2 separate regions of the Mus musculus genome follow, and region 2 is linked to region 1. Evidence: chromatin contacts called from public Hi-C data. All regions are on one chromosome and are shown on one strand. The core of a region is the stretch at or near the end of the contact, and the rest is flanking DNA. Distances in the headings are between cores, read along the strand shown.

Region 1 (4,699 bases), core at 1,327-3,826:
GAAGTCATCATCGTCTTAACATTCTTTAATGTTCTCTCCAACTGTCATAACATGCTGATGCCCTCATCTGAACCACTGTGTCTTTATCCTCTGATTAGGAGCTCAGAGATGGAACGTTTATAGTTCAAGTTTTCTCCCAAAAGTTAATCAATATTGTTTATAACCTACTTTTAAAGTCCAACCCTATTAAAAACCATCACTCTTTAATAACATCTTTTCCAACAGGACTAACTTAATATTGCACTGGAGTTCTTTAAAATATGGCTGCTAAATATTCTGATGGACAGGGACACCTACATTCTTAAAGCATTCCTTCATTTCTGGGACACTTACATATATAAGAACTGTCACAGACATAAAGTTTCTGTTTCCTTGTACTTCTTTCTGTGGTAGCCATTTCTCATGATGGAATTTCTAGGACCAAAGCATTTCCTCTAATTCAGTTTATGACCTTATCTGCACCCATTCTCCAGAAAGGTTGTCACACACTTCTCTGGCATGAGGCACTTGGGTTTTTTCCAGCAGCTGAGCATCTTCGAAGAGTTATAGATGCAACTCCAGAGTAATATGTGATTACCTTTGTCTCTTTGCTTTCTATGCTTCATCTGAGTATAAACTGATCACTGCAGGTACATCAGGAGGATATGTTTTTCTTGCAAAGAGAATGTTTGCTGTCCTCATGTCTTTCTGTCACTTAAATAAGAAATTCCAAGCCTCCATTTTTCGATGATGCATGCATTTTTTGAAAGTTCGTAGACTCCTTATTTTGAAAGTTCATAAGCTCCTTTCAGTCTGCCTCCTGTTCACACTGAAGTGACTGTTAGATGCTGGTTCCTCATTCTGCAGGACTTCTATGGACCACTAATAGAACACAGGTAAGAAACATGAGACGTACCTAACAGATGTAGCCAGCTGAGCCCATGAGGTCAGTACCAAAGTTGTAGTCATCATAGTTCTCCAGAAAGACAACCAAAAGGATATAGGCAGGCAGGCAGACAGACAGACAGACAGACAGATGAGATTTGTTATAGGAATTAATTTAGGAGTATAGAGATCCCATGATCTTCAGACAGGAAAACTGGGACACGTTGGTGATGGTTCAATTTAGTCTAGACCAGAGGACTGAGAACTGGGAAATCTGAGAAGTGGTATTAAAAGATCCGACAGTTGGTCCCAGTCCCAGAGCCCAAAGACTGAAGAAGCCAGGAGCTTTGATTTCTGAGGGCCTCTAAGGGGAGAGCATGTTCTCCATCGCCCATCAAAAGCGCTCTCTCTTATTCAAGCAGATCTTGAATCTACCTCCTCACTCAAATACCTGTCTCTAGAAGCACCCCACACTCCTCAAGGAACTGTACCTCCCAGAATCTCTAACGAACTGCCTTCCTGTCCCCATGTCCTTCCATCTGATAAAGACCAAAGAGCAAAGTCCTTCCAAATGCACATCCTTTAAACCCTACCTGCCATTTAGAGGAAGAGAAGGAATGGCCATAGCCTTCTATGCAGACCCAGTAGAGAAGGAAGTAGCACCAGCTGCCCCGTCCAGATTGTGCTGCCTTGCTCAGACCATCACCACCACGGCTTTCGGCGATGCACAAACCTGGGGACACTGATCCATCTTTCAGAGTGTCCTTCATTTTGCATGTTCCAGGGAAAGCTGTCTCTGAGAGAAATATATAGGGTGAATCCCTTTTGTCTAGGCAAGTGTTGTGGGAAACACTGACTTTAAAAAGCCATCTGAAAAATTCCTATAATGATCTGCCTTCTTTCACACACTGGGAAATAGAGAAAAATGATCTAGTTTAAAAGCAATATTTTATTATTCTATCTCTGCTTAATATAAATTATATCATTTAGTTATAATAAGTGTTAATAACTATACACTCATAATTTCACATTCATAGATACCTGGCACTTGTGGCTATTTAAAAATACACTTTTCTCCCAAGGTTTCTATCATATTTGCTTTCAACTTGACCTTCATTATCCTCCTCTGTGGTCCTCACACCATCCTCTTTGATTGTCTTCTCCACTGAATCAACTCTGCTGAGGGACTGTCATGTTCAGTGTTTGGGAGAAAGTATTTGATTCACTTGAAAGGCATGGGAAATTGGGGTGGAGGGCAGAGAGTGAACCAGGAGAGACTCAAATCTCAAATCATGTGAACCTGCCCTAAATGGAAACTTAAATCCTAGAGACTGTCCCTGGGATGCTCCAACCCTGTGCTTGCTGCATTGTCTTGGCTCTGTATAGACTTCTGTGCAGTGTGGAACCTTGAGGAAAGCCATGGGCCACCTGGCCGGGAGACCTGGAGACCAGCCTTTTAGAAGAGTGAGATCCCTCTTGGAAAACAAGCTCGTCCCGGCACCTTAAGAACTGGCCGTCACAGCACAGAGCTTGGCAGCACATTTTCTCCCCAGGAGGAGAGGGAGGGAACCTTCTCTTGATATTGTGCAGCTGCGTGGCTCATAAAGCCATCACATGACTTCATCTCTGGCCTGAGAACAAAATATGACACAGAGCAGGACACATCAACCAGCCGGCGCTAAGTCAGGGAGGGCGTGATGGGAGGCCCGGGGAAGCCTGAGGCTGTCTTCAGAACTCTGCCCTGCTAAGTGTAGACTCACTTCCCATGAGTTAACAGTATCTCAAGTGAATGCTGGAGAAACTGGTGAACAGGCAGGCACCCCCACTAGTGTTGCAGATGCCAGGAGCCCTCCTTCTGGATTCTAGAGGGTCCACACTGGGGTTCTGATGGACAGGGATTTCTTCTCATGTTTAAGTTGGTTTTCAATCTTTCCTAATTTTGAAGGTGTGTGCATATGCATGTATGTATGTTTAATAACACCTATTTGAGTAGAAAGCTGAAGAATATTCCTCTTCAGAACTGTAAAATTCCCCCTGACTTCTGTATGACTCATTTGCTGTCTCTATAGGGACATGGGTTGGACCCGCAAGTGCTGCAGGTAGAGGGTTTTGAACACTGGATAGCTTTGTAAGGTCACGTTCTTTCACGTGATGACACAGGTTGCCAGGGAACATGTACTTTGCCTATTTATGTTACTTAGGACAGTCCTTCTTTCAGGCAATCAGGCACTTTTGGACATTACAATAGGTATACATGCATTTGAATTGTAACGCCTTCATATTAAGGTCTGTTTTCTGAACACTAGGGCAATTTGTTACTTAGAGGATACTTTGTGAACCCTTCTGCTGGGTGGACTCCTGAGAATAAACACTTACTTTCTTTGGCTGAAAGAAATATTCTACTGTAATAACAGACACTCTTACTCGTAAAATACAGAACTCAAGAAGAATTTCAATAAATTCTTTTAATTATTTTCCATTTAACAATGGTTTGTTATTACAGTTTATATTTAATATTTTTCAAAGGACTTTTTAAAGAACAAAGATTTCACAAAACAGATTTTCAAGAATTGGCACAATAATTAGAGGTGTAGTTTTCATTGTTCCCAAAGCCTGGGCATAGATCCGTGAGGCCCAGCACCCATCCTGAGCTCTGCTCCAGCTGCAACAGCTCCTTTCTGCATCTCTCCAGCTATGACTTTGTTTAAAGAAAGGCTGAAAATGTTAAGTCCCACCCCAGGCCAGCTCTTCCTTATTCATATGTGGTTAATCCCCTATTGTGTTGGTGACCTCAATAGCTGTCACCAGACTTGACTTTTCCCCAATGGAGGATTCAGTGACATGCTGAGACTTCCTGAGTTCAGGTCAGAATCCCTGATGCATCCTGGGAGAACAGTGAAGAACGAAATCATTAATCTCAGAATAACACCCATAGAAGGTCTCAGAACGTAACAAGGTTAGACTCGGTGTTGTGTAGGAATCAGGGATTTCTGTCATATACATCGTATTTTCAAAGACAAACGGAGGCCCAGAGAAATGATATGATTGCTATCAATAGCCAGGGCTGTTTAAACACTTGGCCTTCTGCCTCGCAGCTTGCATTCATCCTCAGCCACTTACTGAGGGCCTGCCATGATTCAGCCTCTTGTCTGGTACTGCTGTGGAGGGAGCTGAGGCCCAGCTTTGAGAGTTTTTACATTTAGTCTGGCTGCTGGTCAGGACCCACACACCAGAGTTGCTGGAGTGTGCTATTGCTGCTCCATCCACCATGGGCTGCTCTCCTCCTCTGGTCTAAATTCAAATTGATACTTCTGTTTGCATCCCATTTCCCACCTCATTCTGGTTACTGAGTACCATGTGTCGCCCCGTGACGAGTCACCCGTTGTCTTCACAGCCTTGGCATCCAATGCGCACACACATGGGCCCCATGTTTTCAGGAGTATAGATCCGATTGCTCAAGGACACAGATGTTGATTCTGTTCCTTGCTCCTAAGGAGTCCCTTGTCACTTATCTCAAATAGTAGAAACTTCTACGTGGTAACTGACCGACCTGGCTTGAGTGTCATATTGATCGTGAAAGGGGAAAGACCCAAAATGGCAATACAGACAAAGAAGAAAAGGGAGAATGGGGTTGTGTAATTTGCAACCGTTTAGTTGTTTTGTTTGCTCTGCTTGCTTAAGGCCAGTGAAACCAAAGTCATGTGCGTATTTAGCTGTGTTTCTGACTCTGTCTGAGACCATGGTCCTTGCTTTGCCTTCCTTCATCCTTCTGTTACTTCATGTCTTCCTGCTATATATTTGGGTCCCTCCACAACTTTTTAAATCCCTGTTGGAA
Region 2 (5,039 bases), core at 1,014-3,513, 530 kb before region 1:
TGAGCAGTGCCAGCAAGGCACACATCTGCCCCTTCTGAAAAGCTGGAAGGTGCGGGTCCAGCACAGAGAGGTGAGCTTTACCCTATGTGGACAAGGGAATGAGAGAGAGAGAGAGAGAGAACTTTTGCTCAAGTCTTCTTTTCAAGGAAGATTTAGAACCTGTACCAGAAAGCTCATACAACCAAACGGGAAGCCCCGAGTACTTCTGGGACTGCAGGTCGACTCACCAAGGCAGCCTGCCTGCCAGGCCACATACACAAAGAAAGGCTCAGCAGCCTCTCCCAGCCCCACATGTGCCCAGCTGCTGCAGAGGGCTGAAGGTGAGGCTCTTCTCCTGTGCAGTTTGAAGCTCTTGCTATGCAGTGGCCCATGAGAGCGGAGAAAGGCTTTTTGTCAATGTCAAAACCATACCCAATCCTGAATGCTCTTAATGATCTGTTGACTTCTGCCAGGCTCTTTTTTATTAGTCTTTGCTGTAGTTTCATTTTGGTGGACATTGGGGTGGGGGTTGGTTTTGGGTTTTTTGGGGGGGAGGGTGTTGGTTGGTTTGGGATTTGCTTTTTTTTTTTAACTACATTTCTGGGTATGAAAAGATGGACTCGGAGCAGGAGATATGGCTCAGTAGTGAAGAACACTAACTACTCTTCAAGAGGTCCTGAGTTCAATTCCCAGCACCCACATGGTGGCTCACAACCATCTGTATTGTGATCTGATTCCCTCTTCTAGTATGTCTGAAGACAGAGGATTCATATATATTAAATAAATGAATGAATGAATGAATGAATAAATAAATAAATATGTCTGAAGACAGAGCATTCATATATATTAAATAAATAAATAAATGAATAAATAAATTTTTTTAAAGAAAAAGAAAAATGGACTCTTCTCAAATCTCAGCAAAGAAAGTTACTTTTTCTCTACAGATAATACATAAATTCTTTCCAAAATTATTCTCTCTGTCCCTCATTTCAGGCTCTGGTTTATACTGTGTTATTTATATTTCTATAGAGAATACAACAACAACAACAGTGTTTTGAAATCATCAAAGAATTTAAGTCCAAGCCACAGGTTGTCCCTAACAATTTAGTGTGGGCCAAATTTAGAACCCCAAGAAAGAAGCTTGGAGTGTCCTAGGGAGGCACAGTCCTGGCCTCTTAGCAGGCGTCCTTGTTGCCATTTGGAAGCACAGCTGGTTTCCCTCTAAAATGTGGGTGGAGCTCTATATGGCTGCAGCACCTCTCCTAGGTGCAGTCTGCTTCCCCAAGATGTGCACAGCACAGCACAGCTGCCTAAAAACAAGCTTCCATTTCACGTAGCGTAGAACAGGAAATTGTTTCTGGCTTGTTTTTGTTGTGAACAGAGCAACTATTGCATATTAAAAATCCCCTGTTGTTTAATATTTGCTTGGTAATGTGCTGGACCCTAATCAAGTCCTTCTTCTCACTAAATCATGTCAACTGTGGCACTGTTTTGATTGGAAGCATGAATTGTAACATAGAAAATCTCTCAGGACATAAGCCTCTGCAGCTGTGGAAGGCTGGAGCGTGTCTTCTATGGGGACTGGAACCTGAGTGACTGCTTTAGGGGAAAAGCTAAGATGGAGTGAAACTCATAAGGTGTGCAGAGATTTCAGACAGGGTTTTATTGTAAAAGCAGCTGGGTAACAATGTGCTTATTGCAGTAGATACAGAATAGTAACAGTTGGTCCATGAATTGGCAGGCCTGCTGTCTTTTGCCTAACTTTCTAGGGGAAAAATTGAGTCCAAATGTAAAGTGTGAAATTAGGCATTGCTAGTGCTTTGCAAGTGTTTGAACTCAAGATGTGCTGGGGGGAAAAAAAATCTTCATTTCTTGAAGGCGTTTTGCAGGGTTTCTCATTACTGTCTTATGACATTAATTATTCTTGGAACAAAAGAGGTGAAAGAGTTATAAATTTTCATTTTTCTAAGGATGTGGCTGACTAGACTCTCCCCGCTGTGTTTGTAATGGAGGAGTGTCTGCCGAGTATAAAAACACGTGTGGGAAGGGCTGGATCCCAAAACATGAAAAATAAGCACAGAGAACTAAAGCTTTGCTCAAGGCCAAGGCCAAGCCTGTGCCTGCAATAGTTTGTTTCCATGTTGTCTCTTTGTTCTCCTGTTCATTCCTTCATTCAATCAATAGTCCGTTAAAACATGTTTATTGAGCATCTACTGAAGCCAGTGTTGTGTGCCAGGTACTGGGAGGTCTAGTTTAAAGGCAACTTGCCCACAAGGACAGGGACTCCCGCCAAGAATGTTCTGTCCTCGTTGCTGTAGTATAAGGAGCAGCTGGACTCCCCAAGCAGCCTTGACACTCAGCAGAAGCTCGGGTGTCTGCATCTCCTAGCACAGACCTATGTGCACTGAGCTGGTCTTTTCACTGTCAGCATCTTTGGTGTTGTGCAAAAGCTGTCTGTTCTAGAGCCATCTTCAGTTGGATGCACCTCCCTGTGACCTCATAGAAAGTGGTACTAGGCTCCAAAGTAGTATTAAAAAGAATGATTGTTAAGTAACCTAAAGAAAGAAACTATAAATTTCAAGGAAGTCTAAAGTTAACTATCAGGTATAAACACCAAGATACTTCAAAAGATGCAGGAATGTGGCACAGTGATTATTCTAGAGGCCAGAGCAAGATAGAAATTGAGGAAGAAACCTCTAAAATATCAGCTTGGTCAAGCAGGAGTAAGACGTGTGGAGACTCCTAGTCAGGGTGGAGGCAGTGGACACCGTGGGAGATATGAGGCTGGAAAACATTATCTCCAACCTAAGCCAGAGGAGGAAATGAACACAAGCCCTGGACTCAGAAGGTGAGATGCTCCAAGCTATCAACACAGCCCTCAAAACACAGTGAGGACTGAGGTCCTGCAGTCCAGGGACCAGCGGGACGATAGCATCACTGGGAAAGATACAGGACATGTGTCACCATCCTGTGTTCCACCAGGAAAGTGCATGCTGCTCCTGCCCTCATTCCTCAAGAAAGATGGCTTCAAATTGTTATGTGTTAGGTCTGAACTGTCCCCTGCAGGCTCACGCGTTGGAACATTTGATCCCCAGCCAGTGGTGCTGTGGGGTATTCTTTGGGTTGTTGTTTTGTTTTGCAGAGTAGGTCTAAGAGGGTCACTGGGAGCCTTTGGATGCTCATAGCCTACCTCAGTTTCCAGTCTGACCTCTGCTTCCTGATAGGAGAAGCTCTCCCAGGTATTCCTTTCATACAGCCACCACGCTGAAATGCCATGCCATTTCCATGATGAACTTAAGTCTCTATAAACCACAAGATGACAGAAGCCCTCTTTCATTACATTGTTTCTGTCAGTATTTTCTCACAGCGACCAGAAGAATCACTAGCAAAGTTCAGGAATGAAGTCAGATAGTGTCGGGAAGCAACAAAATGGTTGGGACCCTTTGGTTTATAGAAATGGAGGGTGGGGTAATTTATATCTGTTAAAAAGATTATACGTAAGGTCAGCATCAAATCTCAATTTTATAAACCCAGACAAAGCATTGTCAGGTATGAAGCCTGGTGATGACATTGTACTTCTTGGACCCTGGTATCCAGCAATGTGTCTGTCCTACAAGGTGCTTGTTGCAAAAAGATATTTTTCCACCATGTGAGTTTGAAAATCTCTGTATACCATGTTTTTCTTCAGGACACTCACTGTTCACATTTAATAGCAAAAACTTTCTAAATGCCATCCTTAGGAATAATTAATTTGTGCAACCAAGGTTTCCCTAAGTCGCCAGCCTTGGACTCCTTTGTTCATTTAGTTCCTTTAAGGACTTTGGGCATAACATTAGTGATGACTGGACTCAGATTGTTTTAAGGTCTCTGAAAGAAAGTTAATCTGAGACAGGGAAAGTACTGCTGGCAGCTATGAAATCTGTCACTCCCAGAGCCAGTGCTGGAAGAAAATGATGGTTTCCCAAGAGGAGAAGCCTCCAGCCATTTGTGGCTGATGATGGTAAGTGGGGAGACAGGATGACCGTGCAAAGGGAGTGTATGATGGTCCTCATGGTGGTTCAGTGCAAATCCAAACACAAAGGAGCTCAGTGGAGGTGGTGCCTCATTCCCTACTACATACTACAGCTGGAGCCTCCTTCCTTAGAATCCCAAGCAGAAGCCACAGAACCAGAGAGAGCACGTGTGCAGTGCACATAGGATGCCAGCCTCTCTCTTGTCCCCATCTCTGTACCAGCACAATGGAGAGCATAAGAAAGGACAAGGGGCAAGGAAAGAAGCAGCAGATGAGAATGCGGTGGCTCATGAGGATGTTGTTAAGTCAAGCCTTTTGCTCTCTCTAACATCTAGCAAATAACAGAGCCCTGTAAAAGCTGAAGACACTAGATAATGTTGAAAGGACATTGTAGCTATGTAGACATCCTTGTAAGATAGGCAAGGGAAAGAAGGGTGGAGAAATCATATAATGGAGAGATGCTCATGGAAAACATTTTTCCAAAATAGTAAAAGGTGTCTAGAAGGGAGAGGGGAATAAGACAGGTCTACAAAAGTGCTGAACTTGAATGCCTAGCCACGTTTTGGGGGCATACGCTATAGAAAGCAGCTAGCAGCTAACAGTATTGTAATAGGCACAAACAGTGGACTGGATTCAAAGTCCAAGAGAAATATTTCAGTTCCACGTCATATACTCAGGCAGAACTGTCTACTGATGTTGCCAAAAGTTGATTAAGTGGCCTCAGTGTACTTCCCCCTTGGTGGTGCAAAAAAGATATATGATCTGGTATCTGGCTTCTTCTAGTGGCTTGTGTGCACATCTGAGGGCCTCCACCAGCTTTTCCCTGTCTCAGTGTCTGTGTACCTTCCTAACTACCCATCAGCACATTAGGGGCTCATGCAGGAGAGTGGGTTTTGTGTGATAGCTTTTGGAAGCACTCCCATGTCCTTAGTTATTTCACTGTATGAACTCAAGCAGGCTGTAAACATGCCTTAGTCTCCTCCACAAAGCAGGTCATTCTAGACGAGACAGTGGACTTGAAAAAGCACCTCGGGTTTTGTAATATAAT

Evidence for each region. Hi-C and Micro-C count contacts between places; a contact is called where the count stands out from the background.
Region 2: a contact with region 1 is called in a Hi-C map of uterus, with 2.9 times the contacts expected there. The contact joins two enhancer-like sites. A contact is called at or near these places in 1 of 39 promoter capture datasets (the 3T3-L1 cell line), 12 of 484 Hi-C or Micro-C datasets (cortical neurons, embryonic fibroblasts, embryonic stem cells and 3 more) and 1 of 115 datasets of contacts at active chromatin or transcription factors (fibro-adipogenic progenitors).

Annotation. Positions count from the first base shown.
Region 1 is chr5:73,775,273-73,779,971 of GRCm38.p6, reverse strand. No RefSeq gene overlaps it. Among named protein-coding and RNA genes, the nearest start is that of Gm34960, 27 kb to the left of the region's middle. Within about 2 kb of position 2,576, at least 50 of the 459 cell types and tissues checked have an H3K27ac peak or open chromatin away from gene starts, as enhancers often do. A contact at or near this core is called in uterus, where this site is marked.
Region 2 is chr5:74,302,190-74,307,228 of GRCm38.p6, reverse strand. The region is part of intron 5 of Scfd2 (Sec1 family domain containing 2); the gene reads left to right. Among named protein-coding and RNA genes, the nearest start is that of Gm32064, 12 kb to the left of the region's middle. Within about 2 kb of position 2,263, at least 18 of the 459 cell types and tissues checked have an H3K27ac peak or open chromatin away from gene starts, as enhancers often do. A contact at or near this core is called in uterus, where this site is marked.